Linked DNA regions of Mus musculus: all the other regions are linked to region 3. A link is a contact called in public HiCAR-type and promoter capture Hi-C data. All regions are on one chromosome and are shown on one strand. Each heading gives the region's core, a stretch centred on a gene start, on an enhancer-like site or on the middle of the called end of the contact. The rest is flanking DNA. Distances are from core to core; before and after follow the strand shown.

Region 1 (3,921 bases), core at 1,096-3,595, 1.7 Mb after region 3:
CTATAATCAGAGTAAAACATTTTTTGGTCCAGTCATAAGGAAATCCAGAGCTCAAGAGATTTAGTGAGCTGCCCATGGTTAGTTAGTCATCAGTTGACTAAATATTTAAAAACAGTTTCAAAATATTCATTAATGTTGATATGTAAAGAAATAAGCCTTTAAATGACTACTATACCCAGACATAAGTAGACAAAAATCATTAAGAAATGGAGTAGAAAGGCTGATTATTAGAAGTTGGTGTTGTATATTTTAGCAGGTCAAGCTTTGCTTAGAAATTTAAATACATATATATATAATCTCTCCAGAATTTGAAGTGGACTATACAACTGTTAAGAAACATAGACTGGGGGTGAAGAAGTGGCTCAGCAGTTAAGTGTACTTGGTCTTCCAGAGGGCCTGATTGTATTCTCAGTACTATCCTGAGTGACTTACAACTCTCTCCAACTGCAGTTCTAGGGAACTGACAGCCTCTTCTGTCCTCCACAGATAACTGCACTCACCAGCACATACCACCCCACCCCAAACACATAATTAAAAATTAAAATTGAAAAACAAAATAGTTCTTACTGATTTTTAAAAACAAAACAAAATCTCTTTTTAAAAAACCAGAAACTCTAGGGAGCACATTTTTTAATAGGTAACTGCACTGTCTGGTAGACTTCAATGCTTGGTGTATCACTAGACAGACACACAGACAGAAAGATGAACGGACAAATGAAACCACGTCTGAAGTGTTCTTCTTCCAAGAAGCTTCTGCAACACTAACGGACAACTAACGCTTCCATCTTTCAGGTTGTAAACAGTTTCAATATATTCTTCTATTTCTGTATTATAAACATTTCACTGATTATTCATCCTCATTGAAGTGAAACAGAGAAGATGGTACCTGTGTGTTCTTTTCATTTACAGCTCAATATCTTACAATCAGCAGACTTTATAAGAGACCTTCTACAATGTGAAAACTTTCTTGTGAACCCTATGCTGGCCTCAAAACAGACAAGGCTAGCCTTGAACTCCATTCCCCACTGTCTTCACATCTCACATGCTGGGAATGAAAGACAGGCACCATCTCTCCTCCGCACTTTCCCTCTCGGTTCATGTGTTCCTGTCATTCTAGCTCTTTCTTTACATTCAAACTTTAAGGTATCAGCACTTGCCTGGACTGTTTTTGTGTTCTTTCTCAAACTGTGTACTTATCTGCATTTAGCTTTAATGCGGTTAAGAAGTCGGGATAGCCTCTCTAATATTGTATAAAAGGATGAAAATAAAGAAAACCAAGTTAACAGGATCCACTTTTTAGTTACCATGGCATATTCAAGTAACCGCAGCTATAGCCATAAAAGCATAAAATTAGGGGGGAAAGGAGGGAGAGACAGACAGACAGGTACAGAGAGAAAGGAAGGGAGGAAAGAAGAAAGGAAGGGCACTTTGGGTAAAAGCATAGGCCAGATCACAGCACTTTCAAAGATTCCAGTCATTATCCCAGGGACAATCAGAATTGTTTACGGGACACTGTAGGAAGACAAGTAATGTGAGCAGGTTTGCACCAGTGAGCACTCTGGAGCAATCTGAAGAACAGGCTGCAGGAGGGCAAGAGGAAATATGACAGATCAACAAGTCTTAGTGGGGAAGGCATCTTTGGGCGAGAGAGGTCCAGAAATACAGACAAACACTGTGTAGACATGCTGGGGCTAAGCGAATGGAAACAGTTTCTAGGCTTCTGCCCTGACAAATCTGCGGAGCCAGAAGAGGCGCGGGAGGGCTTAAATTTTCCCGCACTTACACTCTCAATAATTTCCTAAGAATTAACAAGGATGTGAAAGGCTACAGGCCCGGAATTGGCTCTGTTGTCTCCTAAATGAAAGGTTATAATGACAATTAACTGCCATAGAGCGATCTACTTGTAGACAGAGTCTTGTCAGAGTAATACAATTCAGAAGCACGCTTTGTGGTCTAACGAGGAGCGGCCTCTTTCACTGCAGCTTTTCCAATGTTTAACTAGCAACTTGCACGTACACAAGATATCAAAATCAATCCCAATCCCGGGCTTTAGGTCCTCGGCATCCCTCCTTACACAAGCGGGCACGCCGGGGCTCACCTGAGTGACGAACTCCGCGTTGATCTGGGACACCGTGGGGGCCACGATTTTCTTGGGCTGCGCAGGAGCCGCCATCGCAGCGATCGCCACTGAAGCTGACCAGAGGCTCGTAGCGGCGACTCTCGAAAGCTTTCAAGCAGCGGCGGCGACCCAGCCCCGAGGTGCCAGAGCGCCCGGCACAGACACGCTGGGCTCCCACGGTTCCTCCCGGAACCTGAGAAGTCCCGGCGTTCCCCGGAAGCAGAACTAGTGGGCCCGGAAGTCAAGGCAAGAGTTAAGCTTGAGCTAGAAAGTAGGCTGCCTTTACCTGTCTCTTTATTGCCCCCTAGTGGAAGGAAGAAAGATAACATACAGCGTGTAGGATTGGGTCATAGGGAGAGAGGGGGCTGAAAGATGTGTTGAATGTGATTAATAAAGGTGGGAGTTGAAAGAATAGGATGTCGACTTTATTTGAACGCTAAAGAAAAATATAGTAAAAAGCAAAACCCATACTCTTAGAATTTGAGGCACCGTGTGACTTCAAAAACTGCCTGGAAGTACTGATTGCCATACAATAAACATAAACCAAGTGTAAAACTTAATACACTTTGAAATAGTTGTCTATCTATTATTGTATCACCAGAATCATGGCAATGAGATTACCCAAAGCCATTAAAAGTTACTATGTGTCCTTCTGCCTTCAACCTATCACCCCTTTTTCTCACACAGTCTTCTACTATCATGGATCCTCTGGGTCACTGTTAACTACAGAATTTTATATAAACTTTATGCAAATTTGCAGAGGAATAAAAGAGAGATTGATCAGCGGTTAAGAGCACCAGGTGCTCTTCCAGATGACCTGGGTTCAATTCCCAGAAGCCACATGGCAGCTCTCAATTGTTTGTAACTCCAGGTCCAGAGGCTCTGACACCCTCACACAGACATACATGCACGCAAAACACCAATTCACATGAAATAAAAGTAAAAATAAAATTTAAAAAGAAACTATTTTACATACATTTTAGAATATGTTCTTTTTTGGTCACTCAAAATTATTTTGAGATGCATCTGTGTTGTTCATATCAGTCACTGATTCAGTTGTATTGCTAAATAATAGCCAACTTTTCAGACATACTACAATCCATAAATTTAGTAATATGTTGATATGCGTTTAGATTGTTTCTAGTTGCTGACTACTACAAGAAAGTCCTCTACAGGCGATTCTAAGTCATTATGTAGACATACATTTCCTCTGAAGCAACACATTCAATGGTGTATGTTTGCCATTTTAAGAAATGTCTGTCTTTCCAAAGCAGTTGTGCCTTGCTAACATTTGAGACTTGTGTTGTCTTCTTTCCCTTACCGACTTTTAATATGGATAGTTTTTAAAGTTGTTTTAGGCATACTACGTATGTGGTACATCACAGTATAGGTGTAATTCATGTTCCTCCAATGGTCCATGATGCTGAACTCACAACTTCTTGTGAGTTTTATGCTTTTATCCTCACTAGGGAAATAACTGTTTAAAACTTTAGCCTGGTTCTTATTTGGTCACTTATTTTATAATTCTTGGGTTAGCACACCCATCCCATTTACAAACTCATACATAGGTTGAACAGTTATCTCTAGTAAGTCCTCTCTAGAGGAATATAGGCAGTAGACTGGTACACCATTCTCTCTCTCTTAATTTGTGATATATACCCATCTGCCCAAAATGAGGACTGTGAAAGAAAATAGCTGTAGGTCTGGCCATCAAGTATATACATGTTGTAGCTTTCGTCCCTCCATCTTTTATGGTTTGTAGACATATAGATAAAAATTTGCTCGATTACAATTTTAAATGT
Region 2 (3,832 bases), core at 553-3,052, 1.4 Mb after region 3:
AAACCCTCAGAAATACAATAGAAACACTGTCAGTTTGGAAGAGTGCATACCTTCGATGCTCTGTGGCCCAACAAGATTCATGGCCTGGTGAGCCGGGTACTCCACGCGTGGCCTGGCAATGCCCAGCTGCTCCATAACCCCATGAAGCAGCCTCTGGATGTCTGTCTCTGAGACCCGGTCAGGGGTCCGTGGACTATAAGCGAATGCTGGATTCCACTCAAACATCAACCAAAACAAAAGGCCAGATAGCATAGCAGAGACCAGCCTTGAGGCCATTTTTAACCTGCAGAAGAAAGGACCAAGTTATATAACTTGGCCAAAATGGGCAACCATAACACAACTGGGGTGATATAACTATGACTCACAAGTTGAGGCTGAAGGACCACCCTGAAAGGAGACTCAAATGAAAAATTCCTAGAGGTTTGCTTTGTGTCCAAGCCAGGTAGGAAACCGCTGTGTGAAGGAAATAAGAAGACAGAAGAGTCTAGGATAAACTAGTCCCTCTAACTTGACACCTGAGGATTCTAAGGACAGGAATATGTTCTCACATCTATGGTCTGTGATCCTTGCAATCTAAGCACTTTTGGATTTGAGATAGGGAGGGTGGTAATTTTTAAGATCTCCTAGTTTAAGGAAAGAAAGGAATAACAAAAGGGAGTTAGGGAGACCCAAACAGTAAAAAACAAACAGACAATCAAAAAACATCCCAGAGAAAGGTCTGGAGTAGTGGCCGAGGGTGTTTGAACTTAGCAGACCAGCAGGCAATAGGTGAAGATCCCGAGCAGAGAGGTACGCCAACTCCTATCCTGCTCTGTGATGAGGGAAGCAAGCAACATGAGACGCTTGACTGCATACCAGCTAGGTCTTCCTGGGCAAGTTCCTCAGCCTCCTTTTCTACAGACCAAGGATAGCAACAATCTATCTTATAGAGTTACTGTGAAGATAAAGATCAAAATCATGTAAGGAGCATGGAGCAAAGCCAGGTACCTAGTAAGCCCCCTGCACGTCTAGCCCCTTGATGGTAATAAGCGGTTCTGGGAGTTAAGGTTTGCGGAGGCAGAAGCAGCAGGGAGAGGAAAGACAGTGACATGGTGGGGGATAAATCTGCCTTACATGTTGGTGTCCGTAGAAGCCACGGGAAGCTGAACAAGGAAACAGTTTTCACACAGCTTCCCTGGCAGCTGCTCGTTCAGGATGGGTGCTTCAGGCCATAGTCAGATAAACCCTTTTGAGCATTCACACGGGAATAGGGAATAAAAAGGTAGGGAACAAGCCAAATATCTTCCCTAAAACAAATACTTCATTTTATCTGTCTGCAGCTAACGGCCTTTCCTTGCAACTCACAGACATTAAAACCATGCTCTTCAAAGAGCCAAGGACCGCTATTTTAACAGCACAATCTACCGCTGTGATAAAAGGGCTGGATGCGGGCACCAGGCTCCATCATCTCCATCTTTCTTCATGAACTCCGAATACAGGATGTTTTCTTTACTGGCTAGCCCACGGATGAACTACCCAATCGCTGCTCTCGGAACTCCACCCCCACCCCTTATTTATAACCACCCCCTGTAATCCCCGCATCCATCCTTTGTCTGACCCCAGCTAGGGTTTCTGAAGGGCATGCTCCCCCACACCCAAGGAACCCAAGCACTCCCGCTTTCAGCTGAACGACAAGTCGGACCGCATCACCTGCATCACTGCGGAACTCACCGTGTGGCCGCGGGCGAGCTTCTTGCAATCTAGGCCAAAACAGGGAGCTGACGTGCTGGATAGCTCCTGCGTCACCTCCCTCCGAAACCTCGGTCCACCCAGGCCCCGCCCACAGCAGGTGGAAGAGGCCTTCCCAGAATTCCTGGAAGGCATTGCAGGCGCCTGCGTCTCAGGCCTGGAATGTTGCTCAGCTCCAACTGAAGCAGTCTCTGTGTCTCTTGGCTGTTTCTAGGGTGCCCCCTTTCTCCATCGACCCCTATGAACGTCATTTACCTCCTTTATCAGTCTCAAGCAATTGCCACAAGTAGATGGCATCTTTAATTGACATCCTCTAGATTTTAGAATTACCATACAAATGGGTTTCATGCTGGAATGTTCATACTCTCTTCTAGTACTTTTCCTTTCCTACCCCCGCACTTAAGCCCTGGTGACAGTGCTACCCTCCCTTAAGGCCCCAGGGGACCCGGAGGCTCTGAGCATTGCTTCATAAGTTCACTAAGAGGTGAACGTGCAGGACACTTTCGGGGCATGCAGAACTTACCTAAACAGACCTGGAACTTCTATTTTGTGATACCAACGGTGGGACCCAGGATCTTAGGAGATTCCTGGCCCTAAAAGTAACAGTACAAATGCTGCAAAGCCTTCATCAAGAAACTTGTGGTAAACAGCAAGTTCCAGGATGTGGTTAGAATTCAGATTTTCTTTTTTCTTACTGCAGCTAGAAGCAGCAAACCCACTGACATTTTACTGTAATGAATAGAAGCTGGAAGACTTGTCAGCCAGAAGTTTGTGTGAAAAGCCAGACATCTAGTGCCTTTGGTTCCCTGGATGCTTTCTGTTTCAGTCAAGATAATAAACACTCTCCTGGATTCAGGTACACAATACCTACTACTAATGAATACTGTTTACTCTCAAGTTGACTTCAACATAGCTCAGTTATATTCAACTTAATATTGGAAAAATAGGTTGCTGGCTGTGTAGTTGACAGAAACATACAAAAACTGTACGATTCATGTTGTACTTATTAGACAGGGTGTGAAGACCTTTTATTGCTGACAAAATGCAGATGGAAAGGACATTTTTATAAAATTTTGGTTCACAACTTTTGAGATTTCAGTACATGACGGTGGGAGCTCATGGAGGGTCAGGATAAAGAGCAGAGCATACAAGGTCCCCCAGTGACACACTTACTCCTAATGGTTCTACAACTGCTACAGTGCCACTAGCTAGGAACAAAGCATTCAGCTTGAGCCCCTGGGCAACAGTTCACATGCAAGCTTGAGGAGTGCATGGGTCTTACCATGGCTGATCTCAAAAGAGCCTACATACCTCAGCCTCCAGAATAGGTAAGATTACAGGCATGTGCCAGTACACTTGACTAAAACCTGGTATTTTTAAAATAAAATATGAATCATATATATCCTATACTTGTTTCTCAAAACCCTACAGTAAGTTCTTAGTGACCGTAGAATGTAACCCAGAAACCCACTAACTTTAGTGCTTTGTGTATTAAAATCTACTGCTTATTTATGAGAACACCCAAATACTAGTTTCTTACACTTAAAAAAATGAGAATAACTCTTGAAGTTACTGTACACTTTTAACTTCAGAAAGCAAAAATGTATATACTGTCTGACCTTTAGCCCATGAAATTAGCAACAATCTTCATTTTTGAATAAGATAAGAAATACAAAAATGAAACCACATTTTAAAACTTTCTCACCTCCCAAATAAGAAATGTGGAATCTTAAAGAGTTAAACAACTCATTCCTCAATCTTAAATTGTAGATTCCCCACCACCACCACACACCTCTATCTTCTGAGTGCATCTGCACCATGCTCTGCTCAGGCATTAAACACCCACTGAAATCATAGGAGGCTTTCTTAATACACAGGAAAACTTAGCTCAAAATGTTTCACATTTGGAAGCACTTCAATCAGTAAAACCTATGTAATATTCCAAAATCTGAAATATTTCTCTTATCCACTTTAGGTATAAGATCCATACAACCTGTTCCAGGCATACTGAAAATGCATGGCTAGTCTGTTTTGATCAGATGAATATGAAGTTTAAGACTAGAGAGTTTTACTAGATAATGAACATTGGAAATATAATGAACTT
Region 3 (3,904 bases), core at 1,399-3,898:
ATAAATAAATAAATAAAAGAAAAGAGAAAAGGAAAGAAAAGAAAAGAAAAACAAAAAAATATCTTAAGGAGTACTGTAAAAAGAAAGAACTGAGGCTGAACATGGTGGCACACACCTTTAATCCCAGCACTTGGGAGGCAGAGGCAGTTGGATTTCTGAGTTTGAGGCCAGTCTGGTCTACAAAGTGAGTTCCAGGACAGCCAGGGCTATACAGAGAAACCCTGTCTCCAAACAAACAAACAAACAAACAAAAAAACTAAACAGACAAAAAAAGAAATATCAAACAACAACAGAGAGAGAGAGAGAGAGAGAGAGAGAGAGAGAGAAAAACTGAGATAAAATGTCTTCAACCACCACTTTCCATTATCTGTTGTACTCATAAAGATAGCCCCTCCTTTCCTCAGCTTCTGTTGGATTTTAATTATATGCTATTACTACAATAACTTTTAGTACAGTATATTACTATAATTACACTATTTTATTTAAGATCATTAATCTCTTACTGTGTTTAATTAATAAATTAAACTTTTTTGTAGGTAGTAAATACAGGAGAGTCCATATAGGGTGATCTGGGGTTTTTTGCACCCATTAGGAATACTGGAACACATCATTATGGATTAAAAAAAGGAATTCTGGATATGGACATGGAAATCACATGATGAAGGAAATGCACTTTAGCAAAATCAGTAAGATTAGGAACAATTTTAACGTCTCTTAGTAGGGAATCAGGAAATCTATATACTGGGGTACTTGGTAGCCTTATTTTAAGAATGAGGAAACATTTATATACCATTGGGATAATTTACAGCCAAGAGCAGCACTAGCTCTAGCACTAGGGAGGTTGAGACAGGAAAACTGCCACAAGTTTGAGGTTAGCCTGGGTTGCATAGTGAATTCTGGGGCAGACTGAGCTATGGTATAAGACCCTGTCTATAAAACATAGACCAAAAACAGAGATTTTTTTTTCCAAGCTACATTAGGGAAAAAGGGCAAAATGAAGAACTGCATTTGTAGTTTGCTATTAGATAGATGGTGTACAAATATATACATGTAAAATAGAGATGCATTATAGCTGCATACATTTATATATTTATATGTATTATAACACATTAATTTTAATTAAATTACATATTGAGGTAATTGTGATGGCTCACAATTTATGTCAATCCTTCCAGCATTTCAGTGGCTGAAGAACAGATAAAGTTCAAGACCAGTCTGGACTGTAGTATGAAATCCTATCTAAAAAAAAACTCACGATGGGGGAGGAATTCACAACATACTGGTTTTATTTATATAATAAGCACTATTTATATAATAGTGTGTGTCAAATAAATATACATTATGTTGCATATTATATTTATTTAATATCAAGTATATGGATGTTGCTCACATGTATGTATGTATGTGAACTAGCCTGTGGAGGTATCAGATCACCTGGAATTTGAAGAGCTATAGTGTGGGGGCTGGGGACTGAACTCAGGTCTTCTGCAAGAGTAACAAGTGGTCTTAACAGCCGACTCATCTCTCTACCCCCATATATGTATATTTTTAATTTTATGTTTTTGCTTATAGACTATTTCTGGGCACAGAGTCAAGGGATGGAGATAGAGACCACTAGAAACATGCATAAAGTTAGGTGTATTAATTTCTGTAGCAAGAAAAACTCTATACCAGAGAAACTGAATAGAAGAGAATTAGTAGAAGAGTATTAGTAGAAGAGAAGATGGATGAATTTTTACAGTATTTAGGCCTCTGCTCAATGACTGAGTTATCTAAGGCAGGTAAGCATCAACTCTGAAAAGAATATGTTAGCCAACGAAACAGTGAGAAACGAAGCAGGGTTGCGGCACTCTTGGTAAATAAGAATTAAGAACTGGAAGAAGGATGCTAGACGCGGCATGGCTTTACGAAGGTAACTGTTTTCTGGTGGTCTGGCCATTTGCCCTGTCTGTGTCTTAGGTATTTTATTTACCATTTATAGTGAGTGCTTCACTTTCTCAGTCTGCAACCTTGTTTGTTAAAAAACCAAAGCATTAACACAGAATGAAAATAAACATTCTCCGCGAACTTAAACATGGATCACCATTTTTTGATATAGATTTTAAAAAACTTTTTGTTTTCCTTTTCAGCCCAAATTGTCTGCATTTCCACTCTCCATCGGGAGCTTCACTCTTTTTTTTTTTTTTTTTAACTTTTCTATGGAGGCAGAGTGCACAGGGTCTTTTACGGAGATATGTGGTAGAAAGGAGACTATTTAGAGCTAGCAAGAACCTTGAGAAAGTGATAGGGTCGATGTCTGAATGTTGTTAGCTACAGACACAGCACTCAACACTTCAGATCCTCATTCCTCTCGGTCTCATGGTCCTTTACGCCCACGATAAGACCTGCAACTGTGGACGCCACAGCAAAACTCTCTGCCAGCTTTACTTCGCCTTACATGCCCTGGCATCTTTACTTAAAAGCCTCGCCACCTTTTAAGCCCCAGCCCTGGGTCATTCGGAGCGTTGATCCTGCGCCCCTTCTCCTGATTAGTCAGCGGTCACAACTTCTCTCCGGGGCGTGGACAAGCTCCGGGCCGGATCCGGCTCGGGATGATGACGACATCGGCTGGCGACGGTGGCGGCAGCTTTAGCGGCCTTGCGGCGGGGTAGGACTTCCGGGCCGTAGGCCTGACTCCTCAGAGCTGCTGTCATGGCGGGTGCTCTGTGGGGTTTCTTCTCCGTCCTGCTTCTGTTATTATCAGGAGATGCCCACAGCTCGGAGGTGCCTGGGGCTGCTGCCGAGGGCCCGGGAGGTAGTGGGGTCGGCCTGGGAGATCGTTTTAAGATCGAGGGACGTGCGGTTGTTCCGGGGGTGAAGCCTCAGGACTGGATCTCCGCGGCCCGAGTGCTGGTAGACGGAGAAGAGCATGTCGGCTTCCTTAAGTGAGCATCCCGAGGGCAGCAGGAAAGCGATTGGGGCGGACGCTGGAAGGGTATCCAGCTAGGACAGCTGTCAGGACCCTCAGTGTAGCTGTCAGAAACTGAAGGCACCGGCGCCACTAACGGTTTGTGCTGGGAGACCTTGAGAGGCAGTCAGGTACTTCAGCAACGAGGATGGCGGACAGTGGTCCCAGGCGCCCGAGACCTATGCGGTCATTTATTTGTAGCCGTATTTTGGCTCCAGTGTGAGACAGATCATACTTGGGCCCAGGGGAGTCTCATTTATCTGTTGGGTTTTACCCGCTTTGCATTTTGTCTAGTGTTTCTGAAACCTAGTTGCTTTCTCCATGTCACTCTTCTGATAGCTTGGTGTTGTGTAGAAAGATGCTGAACAAGTGGGAATTGTCAAAGCCCAAAGGGCTCCCAGTGATGACATAGACTGTAAGGCTAATGGTCCTGCTTCTAAAATTAATGGGCCCAGAAGTCCCTAATCAAAGAGTGCTTTTTTGGGGCCCGAGTTTGTGATTATTGTTCTTTTTACAATTGAATTCATCGAGGGATTTGCGATATCATAGTCGTCATTTAAGTCAGACCAGGGTTACTCGAGATTCCTTACGCCTAGTTGTTCTTTTCTTGTTCTTAAGAGTTTGTGATTTATGTTTAGATTGGAAGGTGGGTTGAATTTCTTAATGCTTTGTCAGCAGTCCGTTTTCATTCTTCAAGCCACGAATATGTTTTAAATTTTGCCATCAGTATTTGGAGTTGAAACTATGAGTTGAAAGAAAATATTTCTTTGCTGGCTTTATAGACCAACTTCAACCATACATCTTAAATGTGGATGTTTCAACTTGAATTGCTTATTTCTGCAGATTGTTGATGTTCCCTTGTGGGATATTCAACCTCAGATTAATAAATAATGGCAAGTTGACAACCAATATTTTAATGTTATTTGGCATTAGGGTATTGTTTAAATTTTGTCCTAA

Evidence for each region. Promoter capture Hi-C pulls out the DNA fragments that hold promoters and counts their contacts. HiCAR-type assays count read pairs that join an accessible place to other places.
Region 1: a contact with region 3 is called in a promoter capture Hi-C map of liver, with 7 times the contacts expected there. The contact joins the promoter of Aqr here to the promoter of Emc7 in region 3. A contact is called at or near these places in 3 of 39 promoter capture datasets (hippocampal neurons, liver and pre-B cells).
Region 2: a HiCAR-type map of astrocytes shows a contact between it and region 3, with 2.9 times the contacts expected there. The contact joins the promoter of Scg5 here to the promoter of Emc7 in region 3. A contact is called at or near these places in 2 of 39 promoter capture datasets (the 3T3-L1 cell line and embryonic stem cells) and 2 of 115 datasets of contacts at active chromatin or transcription factors (astrocytes and large pre-B cells).

Annotation. Positions count from the first base shown.
Region 1 is chr2:114,172,994-114,176,914 of GRCm38.p6, forward strand. Aqr (aquarius) reads right to left here and starts at 2,346. Exons shown (of 35, transcript NM_009702.3): 1 at 2,099-2,346. The coding sequence starts at 2,173.
Region 2 is chr2:113,827,289-113,831,120 of GRCm38.p6, forward strand. It overlaps Scg5 (secretogranin V), which reads right to left and starts at 1,803. Exons shown (of 6, transcript NM_009162.3): 1 at 1,711-1,803; 2 at 51-283. The coding sequence starts at 276.
Region 3 is chr2:112,452,377-112,456,280 of GRCm38.p6, forward strand. Emc7 (ER membrane protein complex subunit 7) reads left to right here and starts at 2,649. Exons shown (of 5, transcript NM_133749.2): 1 at 2,649-2,924. The coding sequence starts at 2,692.